Regions from separate parts of the Sus scrofa genome. Here all the other regions are linked to region 1. The links are chromatin contacts, called in public HiChIP or PLAC-seq maps. All regions are on one chromosome and are shown on one strand. The core of a region is the stretch at or near the end of the contact, and the rest is flanking DNA. Distances in the headings are between cores, read along the strand shown.

What was found. HiChIP or PLAC-seq counts read pairs in DNA pulled down with a chosen protein or histone mark.
Region 2: an H3K27ac HiChIP or PLAC-seq map of alveolar macrophages shows a contact between it and region 1. The contact joins two enhancer-like sites. A contact is called at or near these places in 1 of 47 Hi-C or Micro-C datasets (alveolar macrophages) and 1 of 2 datasets of contacts at active chromatin or transcription factors (alveolar macrophages).
Region 3: an H3K27ac HiChIP or PLAC-seq map of alveolar macrophages shows a contact between it and region 1. The contact joins two enhancer-like sites. A contact is called at or near these places in 1 of 47 Hi-C or Micro-C datasets (alveolar macrophages) and 1 of 2 datasets of contacts at active chromatin or transcription factors (alveolar macrophages).

What each region holds. Positions count from the first base shown.
Region 1 is chr14:99,907,273-99,911,118 of Sscrofa11.1, forward strand. It overlaps LOC102162281 (a long non-coding RNA gene), which reads left to right. Exons shown (of 4, transcript XR_002338607.1): 4 at 264-387. Among named protein-coding and RNA genes, the nearest start is that of KLLN, 20 kb to the right of the region's middle. Within about 2 kb of position 1,644, at least 4 of the 83 cell types and tissues checked have an H3K27ac peak or open chromatin away from gene starts, as enhancers often do. A contact at or near this core is called in alveolar macrophages, where this site is marked.
Region 2 is chr14:100,280,092-100,283,937 of Sscrofa11.1, forward strand. No RefSeq gene overlaps it. Among named protein-coding and RNA genes, the nearest start is that of RNLS, 320 kb to the right of the region's middle. Within about 2 kb of position 1,615, at least 48 of the 83 cell types and tissues checked have an H3K27ac peak or open chromatin away from gene starts, as enhancers often do. A contact at or near this core is called in alveolar macrophages, where this site is marked.
Region 3 is chr14:100,263,205-100,267,050 of Sscrofa11.1, forward strand. No RefSeq gene overlaps it. Among named protein-coding and RNA genes, the nearest start is that of PTEN, 340 kb to the left of the region's middle. Within about 2 kb of position 1,822, at least 10 of the 83 cell types and tissues checked have an H3K27ac peak or open chromatin away from gene starts, as enhancers often do. A contact at or near this core is called in alveolar macrophages, where this site is marked.

The sequences.
Region 1 (3,846 bases), core at 394-2,893:
TATTTCCTATAAACTAACACCACTTGTATCTGACTCAAGAAATGCTTAAGGCTGTGCTCCAGGGAGAAGAATGGAGTACCAAGAAAGTATTAAATGCAGCAAAAGTGTTGGATATATTAACCAATGGTTATTTAAAAGTTAACCCATTTAATTTTATATCCAGAACTACAACCCTGCATTTTCCTCTCACATGTACATCATGAGGATTAAGGATTAGAATCAATGATAACATTTCTTTTCCCTCTTTCTCTCTCCTTTGGTAGAGGTACTTGTATGAAGACTGCTTCACTATGGAGTTCCCGTCATGGCACGGTGGAAATAATCCAACCAAGAACCATGAGATTTCGGGATTGATCCCTGGCCTCGCTCAGAGGGTTAAGGATCCGGTGTTGCAGTGAGCTGTGGTATAGGTTGCAGATGTGGCTCAGATCCCACGTTGCTGTGGCACAGGCCGGCAGCTGTAGCTCCAATTAGACCTTTAGCCTGGAAACCTCCATATGCCATGGGTGTGGCCCTAAAAAGAAAAAAAAGAAAAGGCTGCTTCGCTATGGAGGTTTGGTCCTCTGTGGTCACGACTGGTGAACTAATGGGGATGGGTCTGCTAGGAGAGTACTTACAGAGTACTGGAAACTTAGGGGGAAAATTCCTGGGGGTTGAAAATTGCAGAAATGATAATAAAGCCTCAGATATTTCAGGAGAGGAATAATTTCAGTACCTGTGATACGGAAGCCGTATAGGGTCAAATTGTAGGAAAAACATGAGATATATTTACGTAAATCAGGCTGGTAGACCATTAGTGGTAATATGTAATCTATAAATATTCATTATTATTTGTATCACAGTGCTTATGCCAGGCTGTCCATAGAAACATATTTGTGGAGACCTAGGAGAGAAAGTATAAACAAGCCAGTGATTTTTTAAAAATAATTCAATGAATTTTACTGTATTTATTGTTTTACAGCCATCATCACAACCTAATTTTAGAACATTTTCATCCCAAACCCCCAGTCCCAGTGGTCTTCTTAAGACCTTACATATACCCTTTAATGACCCTGTACATTTCTAAGTGTTATCAACAAAGTTTAGTAATAATAAAGTACTGGTTATCATCATTATTACTCTTATTATGTCCCCATTTTATGTTATCACTAATTTTATATTGGATTAGTGAGAAAATAAGATGTAATTTTCAAAATATTCAAATATTTAAGTAGATTTCTCTAAACTGAGAGGAATGAAATTCATACATATAGACAAGGAATTTAATCGTCATTTCTAAGTCTTACGGATTTTGCTTTCCCGCAGAAATGAACTCCTTTGATTTTATTATCGTAGAATGAGTTTCTTGTCAAGAGTCATTTTTGCTTACCTCATCTTTGAATATTTGTTAGACCACTAGTATTTCCTCTATCCATACTTCCTATGTAAGTACAAAAATACCTTACTTCCTCTTTCCAGGCAAGTAGAAACTTCAAAAAGATAATGAAGAAATTCTTTTCCTTCTAATTGATTCTTTGGCCCTTTTAATTTCTCCTCCACTCCCAGCAAGGGGTAGTCATTAAAATGCCTCAGACAACTGTGGAGTCGTCATGATCATAACTATGATATGATCACGTTACACACCCATTCAAAGTTCTCTGCTTCAGGGCCAAGGTTTGGGTGATGTCACATAGCCTATGGACTTCCTGCTTCCTGGACTGGTTTGGTTTCTCTGTTGTGAGCGTAGGAAATGAGAGAAAGACGAGCTCATTGTAATTCTGAGGATCATTTTTAATTAGAGTCTGATAAATCTTGAGATAGCTCCATATGGATAAATGTATCTAATTTATACCTTTTGACCTGGTGTATAATAGTCTATCATCCAAAAAGTCACATTTCATTTATACATATTGATGGATATTTAGGTTCTTCCTAACTTTTTGTTATTTCAAATAATATTGCCATGAAAATCCCTACATGTTTTCTTATGCACATATATGAAAGTTTTTCTAGTATACAGGGTTTTTAAATTTTTTGGTTGGCTTATCCCACAGACAATTTGGAAAAACTTTTCTTCCTTACACATTTTAGAATTAGAATTAAACTTTCCATCATGAGTTTAAGTAGCTACAAAGGAAGCAATTTCCTGTAATGTAAAAATTAACATTTAAAAATAGAATTCTTAAGTGTAGCCAATGGAATATAAATGCCATAGTGATTTGATATATCCACCATTATCCATCAAAACATTAACAACATGAACAAGCTCTTCTGTTACAGTGAGAAATTTTACATCACTTTTTCGTCTCTTTGCCCTTGAGTTTTCTTTCCATTTTTGCCACATATTTTTATCTGAATATAATATCCATTAAGTGTGAATATCTTTAATGATCACTCTATCGTATTTCTCTGTAACAACTTTTATACATAAATTTAAATTAAAATTATAAATTTAAATTAAATTCCTTTGACCATAATACTCCTAATTGTTAAAATTGTTCTCATTTATCATTGTTTTTAATTCATAATTGATCAATTAAATACTTTAAAGTGTTATAATTATTAAACACAGAAAAGAAATCAGTGCAGCTTAAAAAATTAGTTTTTATATCAAATGAATTTTACTTGTTTCCAGAAGGAGTCAGGTTCACATATTCAGTTTAATTCAAAGTGTTTGCTTTTATATTATGAACACTGAGGAACACTGTTCACATAAATATGTAACTGAAAGGAATTGTTTCAGTGATGTCACATTTTTATTGGAAAGCTTGCCAATTTATATGCCATACATCACTTAGTGATCTTATTTTTAATAATTTATCAGTGGACAATTTGAATAAGTCTTCCTTCAGTTTACTAGAAAACAAGTACTGTTGGAGTTCCTGTCATGGGGCAGCAGAAACGAATCTGGCTAGGAACCATGTGGTTTCGGGTTTGATCCCTGGCCCCTCTCAGTGGGTTAAGGATCCAGCGTTGCTGTGGTGGTGTAGATCTCAGACGCGGCTCGGATCTGGCATTGGAGAGGCTGTGGTGCAGGCCAGCAGCTGTAGCTCTGATTAAACCCCTAGCCTGTGAATCTCCATATGCATGGGTGCAGCCCTAAAAAGACAAAAGACAAAAAATAAGAAAATAAGAAAACAAGTACTGTTAAACAATCTAACTTACAAAAGGGTTTGTTACTCAGTCCATAGCATCATTTAGCTTCTTAACACCAATATCATTATTTCAGGCTGTCTCTCTAGATCCTTGCAGCTTTATACACTTTAGAGCAGTACCCCATTTTAGCATTCAGATAGAGGTGTGCCTTTGTCTTTTAAAGTGGGAGAAAGGGCCAGTGTGAAAGGGAAGGTTGGGACTAGGAACCACTGGTTCTCAGGTAGATCAGATTTAGGAGGGAGTATAGATAAAAGTTAAAGATCTGGAGTTGATCCCCTTAAAACTATCTGAGTGTCTCAGTTCTCTAGTTGGAAGACCACTGCTCTGAGGAATAGAAGTAGAATTACTACTGTTGGAGTCTCTCAAGCTCTATGACTATGTCACTGGACTCACATCACTGAGAACATGGATTTGTCTGTCAAGGACCTGGGAGAAGTCCCTCTGAAGGTCCCTATATGTGAGTCACAGGACTCTAATTTGGGGGAAATCCCAGGGTAACTATTTAAATAACTGGTGACTGATGAATAGTAGCCCACCAGGGTTCTATGAGACACTTCATTTCTTTTTGTAATTTGCTTTGTGAGGGTCTCTGGAAGTATTTTTATTCATGATTTTCTTTCTTTAAAGGGCATCCTTAGTCTACATTAACAGAGATGGTACAAAGACAGCATTGCAGTTGGTTTGCATTCTCTGCCCTGAAGCAGAAATGCC
Region 2 (3,846 bases), core at 365-2,864, 370 kb after region 1:
ACAACTATTTTTATGCCTGGACATCTCAATGTATTTCAAATATTGAGGTATATATATATATATATATATTGTCTTTCTCACAGAGTTTTCTTTTTCTATAAACATATACACTATTTCATTAAAAAGGATGGTAGTATTTCATGACCAACCCCACTACTTTCATAGTTAGGCAAAATATTGCAAGTAGGTAATTCAAAGAACCTCTGTTTCAGCTCATAGTTTTCCTCATCCAGGAACTTAACACTTTACAACAGTCAACCCAGATATGAATACACAAAATAAGATGCTATTTAAAAGAGGCTGTTAAGTGGTTCTGAAAATGGAAGTTAGAAACCTAGATTTGCATCCAAGTTCTACCACTTACACATCAAGCAAAACTTGAATCAGTTTCAGCCCCATCAGTAACATAGTGGTGACGATACATGACCCGCCAGGTTCCTGTGAGGGGTAAATCACATGATGTGGGGAAAACAGGAACACAGCACAGTGATACTCAGTACCCTTTAACTGGCACGACTGAAAAAAAAAAAAAATTACACATATACATACTGCGCAAAAGGCAATTTCACATTACCAAGGCATTACTACTGAGGCATTCAATGTCAGCCTAATTAAAGAAAATCCTACTTTCCTTGAAGTTCTGTTTGCTTTCTGAACTTTTTGGCCTGGAGCAACACCTTTTGCTAATCCATTTTATATTCATTGTTTTAGTCAAGGGACAATTAATCAGACACTGGGATTTGGGAGTCTTGAGTTCCACGTCGAGCATGCACAGTCTGGTGACCTTGAACAATCAGTGGAATCACGCTCTTTTGTGAACCTCTTTTTGCCTTGCCCTGAAGGCAGAGCATTAGTCCCATCCCTCCTTTCTGCCTGCTCAGCACTAACTCTGCAACGCTTGTTACCCAAAATCAGGACATCGATGTTTTAATTCACAAGAAAAATCCAATTCATGTAATATCTTTATCCCTCTATGAACTGTGGGGGGAAAGGCAAGCAACCAAGCCTAAACGTTCAGCCGAAAGCATTTGCCAATATTCCTTTCAAGCAATAACCTCTCCGCAAGGCCAGCAGCTTTTTCACTGACACCTCATTTTGCTGCTGGAAAGAAAACCTTTTCTACATTCACTGCCTCCACCTGAACTGCTCGGTAATTGAAAGTCATTTTGTTTTTCCAATCACCCTCGGCAGCGACATGCACACTACCCATCCCCTTCACTGTCTAAATCGGGGGCTGAGGAAAAGTCCCTGTGGGAAGCGTGAACAGCCAGCAGCTGCGCTGGGCCTGGCCAGCTGAACTTCAGCCTGCTCCTTGGCCCAACCCCAGGACTGATAAAGCCTTTGCTAAGCTTTAGATTTCCCAGGCTTTTGTGAGCCAAAGGGAAGACCGCTTTCGTCGGTCCTGATGGCCTCTTTGTGTTCCTTGGGCCTGTTAACTCTTGTCTCAGGCAGGAAGAGAGTGAGGGGGACCAGGCTCGGTGCGGGGCCCATGCTTCCAGCCTGCTTCGAGTTGTCCAGCAAAGGCTGACCTATATTCCAGTGACACACACCAGATCTGAGTAGGACAGAACTGCCCAGGGAGCCGCCCACCCCTCCTCCTCCTGCTTCCTCAGCCAAGAGGGCAGCCAGATCTGTACACGAAGTTCTCTCTTGTCAGCCTGATGGCAGGACAGGGCTCCAGACGGGGGTTCTTAGGAGGTGAACCCCCACCACATGAACCGCAGGGCACCCCCTCTCCCCCACTGTCTTTCCTCCAGGGAGTGTAGCAGGAACCAGAAGGGTGCAAAAAAGTCGGTCTCTTGAGTTTGTTCAAAATTATTTCCTTCCAGCCATTGTTTTTGGAATGCTTTGCTGCATTTCTTTAGAGTGGGCAGATGGCAGGATCCTGGAGGTGTAAAACAGCTACAAAAACCAAGATGATTCAAACAGAAGGAATATGTATAAACCCTGCTGGATCATCCTAATATTAATCAGGAGAATTTTTTTTTTTCCTTCTCTCCAGGATGTTTAAAGTCTTCATGTTTTCTGTGTGCCTTCCCCCTTTAAAAAGAACACAATGTATAAATGGGTTGCTTTGGGGATCTTGGCTGGGAGCACTGGCGTCATTTTTTTGTATTCAGCTTATTTTGAGGACAAGCCCAATGGACAGACTTGAGAGCAAGACCTCTCACTTTGAGGAGACAGAGGAAAGTGAAAATGGAACTCCCATGGAGGGGAGCCGAAACTGGACAGCCAAGGATGGTGCCATCCAAAATACAGGAACCATGCCTGAAAGAGATAATTTCAAGTTGAGCTGTGGTTTACCACAGTGTCCTCGTGATCAGTCGAGTGGTCAGATGTCAGGGGTGACTGAAAATAAGTGCATTTTCCCACAGTGAAAGAAAAAAGAAGAAAAAACAACAACAACAACAACAACTTTGCCCATTCGAAGCAAATACTTGCACATTTCAGACTGGTTGGAGTAGGCTTGAAAATGTACTATCATCCTTGTGACTTGAGTGGAAAAAGCTGGAGAAGAAACAACGGTTATTTGCTTTTGATTAGCCACCCCACACCCCCTTTTTGTCCCTAAGGACCACAAGGAGTCTTTATTGCTCTGTCCCATGTTTTGTTCTATTCAAAAGATCTTCTGGGAGCAAGGGTTATGTGTTTACGCCATGACATGGCTGGCACTGGCGGGGAGAGGAGAAGGAGTCCCAGAGTGATTTCAAATTGAAGGGTTTGGTGACTCTGTGTGGGCTAGATCTTCTTCCTTCCACCTGTGGTACAGCCTGGCTTCAGAGAGGCAGCTGCAGAGACTTCTTTTCCTGCTGGGTGTGTGCAGAAGGACTCTGGGATTCAAAGCGTTAAAGTGTCATCTGCAATGGGAAAAATGGCTTAACCACAAATGCATCCTGTGCTGGCCTAGTTATGTGTTACTGTGTATGTGTGTACTTTTTTTTTTTTTTTTCCATTTCAAAATCTCTCTTTCATGAGCTCATATCCTAAAATGTCTCCTTTCTAATTTAATGAGAGGGATTCCATCCACTCAGAACAGGGTGCTTTCAACCATCATGTCTGCCAGAAAATCACAGAAAACCTCAAAGGTGAAACCCAGAACATCAAATCACTGATTGGAAAAATAAAGGTTTGATTTGGAAATCACACACCAGGCAACCTGAAATCTCACTCCCCTGGTGTCTATTCTTTCTTTTCATCTTTTTGTTCATCATGAATCCTGATCTGATCTCCCCGATCTCACTGAGCCGGCAGCACCTTGAGCAATGCGGTGGCTGCAAAATCCCCTGCTGACTTTGTTTTGGCTGGAAGTACAACCCACATATGGGAGAATTAAGCTAAAACATCACAGAGCTAATAGCATGCCTCTGTGCAGCGGTAGCCGATCAGTAGAAAAAGGTGACATCATGGATATTCCAGAACTTCAGGTCTGTGGTGCAAAGCAGCTTCCCGGCTGGACATGAGAGCCAGAACCTGGATTGGAGACAAAAACAACTCTCCCTTCTCATAAATATCTGCTCTGGAGTTCAAAAATATTCTAAGTGCGATGGCTCAGAAATGGTCCCTTTCCGTGGAGACCTATCTGATTTTCCAAATCCAATCACAAACTTTTTAATAGCATGTCATGAACCTCTCAGCTCATTATTTCTCTTCAAAGCCCTCTGGTTTGCCAGCTTAGAGCCTGTGAAGTGTTGTTTGATGATGTGCTGCACCATAAATAAACGCATAGTACATGCTAAAATCCATCCTTCACTACTTCTGGCTTTCCCACCAGGAATACTGCCATATAATCAGGGATGTGTGATTTGCTGCAATTGCTCTGAATCGAGGGTTTTTTCTTTAAACACA
Region 3 (3,846 bases), core at 572-3,071, 360 kb after region 1:
GGGTTAGGGCCTAAACATATGAATTTTGGAGGACCACAACTCGGAACACAGCAATTGTAATTGAAAACAACTTGGGACCAATATAAGGTTGCTAATAATTTGTCATTATTCTATGAATTAACTAATTATATAATTAAAAATCATTAAAAATCAATTAATTAATATAAAAATAGACTAAAGAAAGGTCCTCTAAATGCATTTAGCTATATAAAATACTTACACTGGTGTTCTAACTTTTTTCATCTCACTATGACTGACAAAACTTTGTCATAAAATGAATTCTGTAAAGGTTTTGTATGAATTCATAATTGAAGAGACAAAAACTTTGCCTTTTTTAAAATAAAGGTTTTGAATTTAACTAATTTGTGCACAAAGTTTTCCTAATTTTGGAACTGTTGGGATTCTGTGCCGAAGCAGTGCTTAGAGGCAAAGAAGTTAGGAACACTCAGTCATCAACAGACATTATAATTTAAGACATGTTTATCCAGCCCAATGTCAAGGACATCAAAGTGGACAATTTCAGCTCTTTATCTGTGCACAGTTTATACAACCCCTTGTTATCCAGTGCAAAATTTTAATTTCAGTCTTCAACAACTAGAAAGACAGAATATCAATCTTTGATAAATAAAACTAGACTCAGAGGTATTAATATCCCTGCAATTAATGTCTCTCCCAACTAACCACATGTCTCTGGATATAGTTGAAGAAGAATTTCAGCTATCTAAGACTCATAAGGTCCCAGCTCCAGCTGGGACTTCAAATCATGTTTCCAGAACACAAAGAACACTTGATAAAGTTGGAGAGAAATATTTTTCAAAAATATGTCACCAGGCAGCTTGGGAGTGATTTAACAGAACCATCCTACAGGGTATGAATTTAACCTTTGATCTCTGAAATGAAGGTCAGCAAATTTGTTTTTACTCTACATCTCTTATAATCAACTCAATGTCTGGGTAAATCAGTTTCTAAAGAGGAGGCTGTGTTTGCAGATAAGTGATACTTTCACCCTTCAATTTTGAACCACTTAACCCTCTCTTCCCTGAGTTAAATTCTACTGCTGTTGTCAACTTTTTGTGGGAAAGGAATCTAAAAACTTAAGATGCCATGTATTAGAATGGGGGAAATGCCATACTGTTGGCTACAAATGAAATAAAATGTCCAAGAAAAATGTTTTAGTGGTGTTTTTTTTTTTTTTCCCTTCTAGGAGATGAGCACATGAAAAGATACTGTTTTTTAGCTATCAGTTCACCTGAAGTCTTCTTGCCAATCCCAGGTTGGCAAAGAATAGCCTATGGGCTAAATCCAACCTACTGCCTGTTTTTGTAAATAAAGTTTTATTGGAACACGACCATGTTCATTCGTTTAGGTATCATCTCTGGCTGCTTTCGTGTTACAATGACAACTGACTAATTGCAGCAGAGAGCATGTGTCTCACAAAGCCTAAAATATTTACTCTCTGGGCCTTTACACAAAATCTTTGCCAACCACTGCTTTAAATCAAAGAAAGAGGCTTGGGGTGGTGACATCACAATAATACATCCTTAGCACAGATATAGCAATGGCTTGGCAGTAAATGAGGATGGGACGTTGGTTTTAATCCAGATATTCACTTTTTAGAAACAGAGTCTCAGAATAACATTAAGCTGATGAAAAGAACAATAGTTGGGGATGCATTGTAATGAGGTATAGACATAGTAACTAAATTTATTCCTCTGATTCTCCAGCAGTCTATCTAATAAAAATACGCTACAGTAGAGATGAACCCAGAATCTTCAGCTGATGTCAGCCATTTGGGAATAAGAGTTCCTTCTCTGCAGCAGATGTGTGGCTTGAAGTTCATCATGAGTACACTCAGAGAGAGAGCACAGCATGTGTTGTTCTGTGGAGGGGACCAACACTGGCCTGTCAATGGGATAACAAATTTTGTTAAAGGACTTGGGGAAACAGTAAGGGTTGGGAACTGGGCTAGAACTTGAAAAATGAATTTTAACCCTTCCTGGGTATGACTATCCTTTTAAAATAATGATGATTCTGTCCAAGAAATGCCTATCAAATTTAAACCAAAAGAATGCAATGCAGTCAGTTGCCGTGCTTGCCAGTCATTCTACATGGACAGCTGCCAGGAGGTTGATACACAAAGGCGATGGTTGCATGCATGGTTATTTCAGTCCTAGACACTCGTCATCCCTTGAAATTGCTCTGTTCCCAGGATTCCAAACTCCAGCCTCCCCTTGCCTTTCTCAGAAGTCAAGTGCATGAGCCAATGAGGGTGGGCCCCCTCAATTTCCTTCTCTAACCCAAACTGCAGGTATTCATTCTGGGTCCAGATTTTCACTCCTGTCTTGGAAGAAAGGCAGAGACCCACCGCTGGGCTTGAACACTGCTGTATTTCCTGCTCTTTTTAGGACACTGCTTTTTCATTTGCAAGGTTTTCCTTTCTACTGACTCTTTCTGTTTTCCTAACTAACATGCTTGGGTCTCATTTGATCTAAAACTATGAAAAACCAAAACAAAAATTAGAGAAATTTGCTTCGACTTAGTTCCTCTCTTTTCCCACTTTTTTTCCTGACTTTTTTCTCTTTCACTGTCTGTAGCAAGAATAAGACTAGGTTATGCTATGATAACACACTGCCTCTACATCTTAGTGGTTTTCTACAATGACCCAGCTTCCATAAGGATGTATCTATACTGCTGCCACCTCTTTTCTCAGTGTCTACTCACTGTACCCCCACCCATATCTTCTAAACCCTGGCTTTTGTCACCATCACTCTCTTAAAACTACATTTTGTTGTTGTTGTTTTCACTTTTCATTTCTTTTTTTTTTTTTTTTTTTGTATTTTTCTAGGGCTGCACTTGCAGCATATGGAGATTCCCAGGCTAGGGGTGTAATCAGAGCTGTAGCTGCCCGCCTACGCCAGAGCCACAGCAATGTGGGATCCGAGCCACGTCTGAGACCTACACATAGCTCGTGGCAATGCCGGATCCTTAACCCACTGAGCAAGGCCAGGGTTCAAACCCGCAACCACATGGTTCCTAGTCGGATTTGTTAACCACTGAGCCACGACGGGAACGCCTAATTTTTTAAAATATTTATTTATTTATTATTTATTTTGCTTTTTAGGGCTGCAGCCACAGCATGTGGAGGTTACCAGGCTAGGGGTCCAATAAGAACTACAGCTGTCGGCCTAGGCCACAGCCACAGCAACACAGGATCTGAACCTCGCCTGCGACCTATACCACAGCTCACAGCATGGCCAGGATCCTTAACCCACTAAGCAAGGCCAGGATTTGAACCCACAACCTCATGGTTCCTAGTTGGATTCGTTTCATCTGTGCCTGGATAGGAACTCCCATTTTTAATTTTTAATTCTTAAATGTTTTTTTTTTTTTTTTTTGCTTTTTAGGGACATATGGGAGTTCCCAGGCTGGGTCAAATTGGAGCTGCAGCTGCTGGCCTATGCCTCAGCCACAGCAACACCAGATACTTAATCCACTAAGTAAGGCCAGGGATCAAACCCACATCTTCATGGATACTAGTTGGGTTCGTAACCCACTGAGACACAACAGGAACTCCCTAAAATATTTTTCTTAAAATTACCACTTTGTTACCTATTTAATCATATTTTCTCTATTTCCTCCTTGGTTTCTTTGGTACAATTTGACCCAAGCTTTAATCTTTTCTTCCTGAACCCATTTCTTGGTGTGCACGACTGCATTTGCAGGGTTTTCAAGCTCTCCCGTGTCCTTTCCACATACTTTTTATCAGTCTCCTTTACTAATTTTTCCTTCTCTTCCTCTAGCTCAGTGAAGGTTGTCCAGGCAGCTCAGACTCTCCTTTTACTCTCT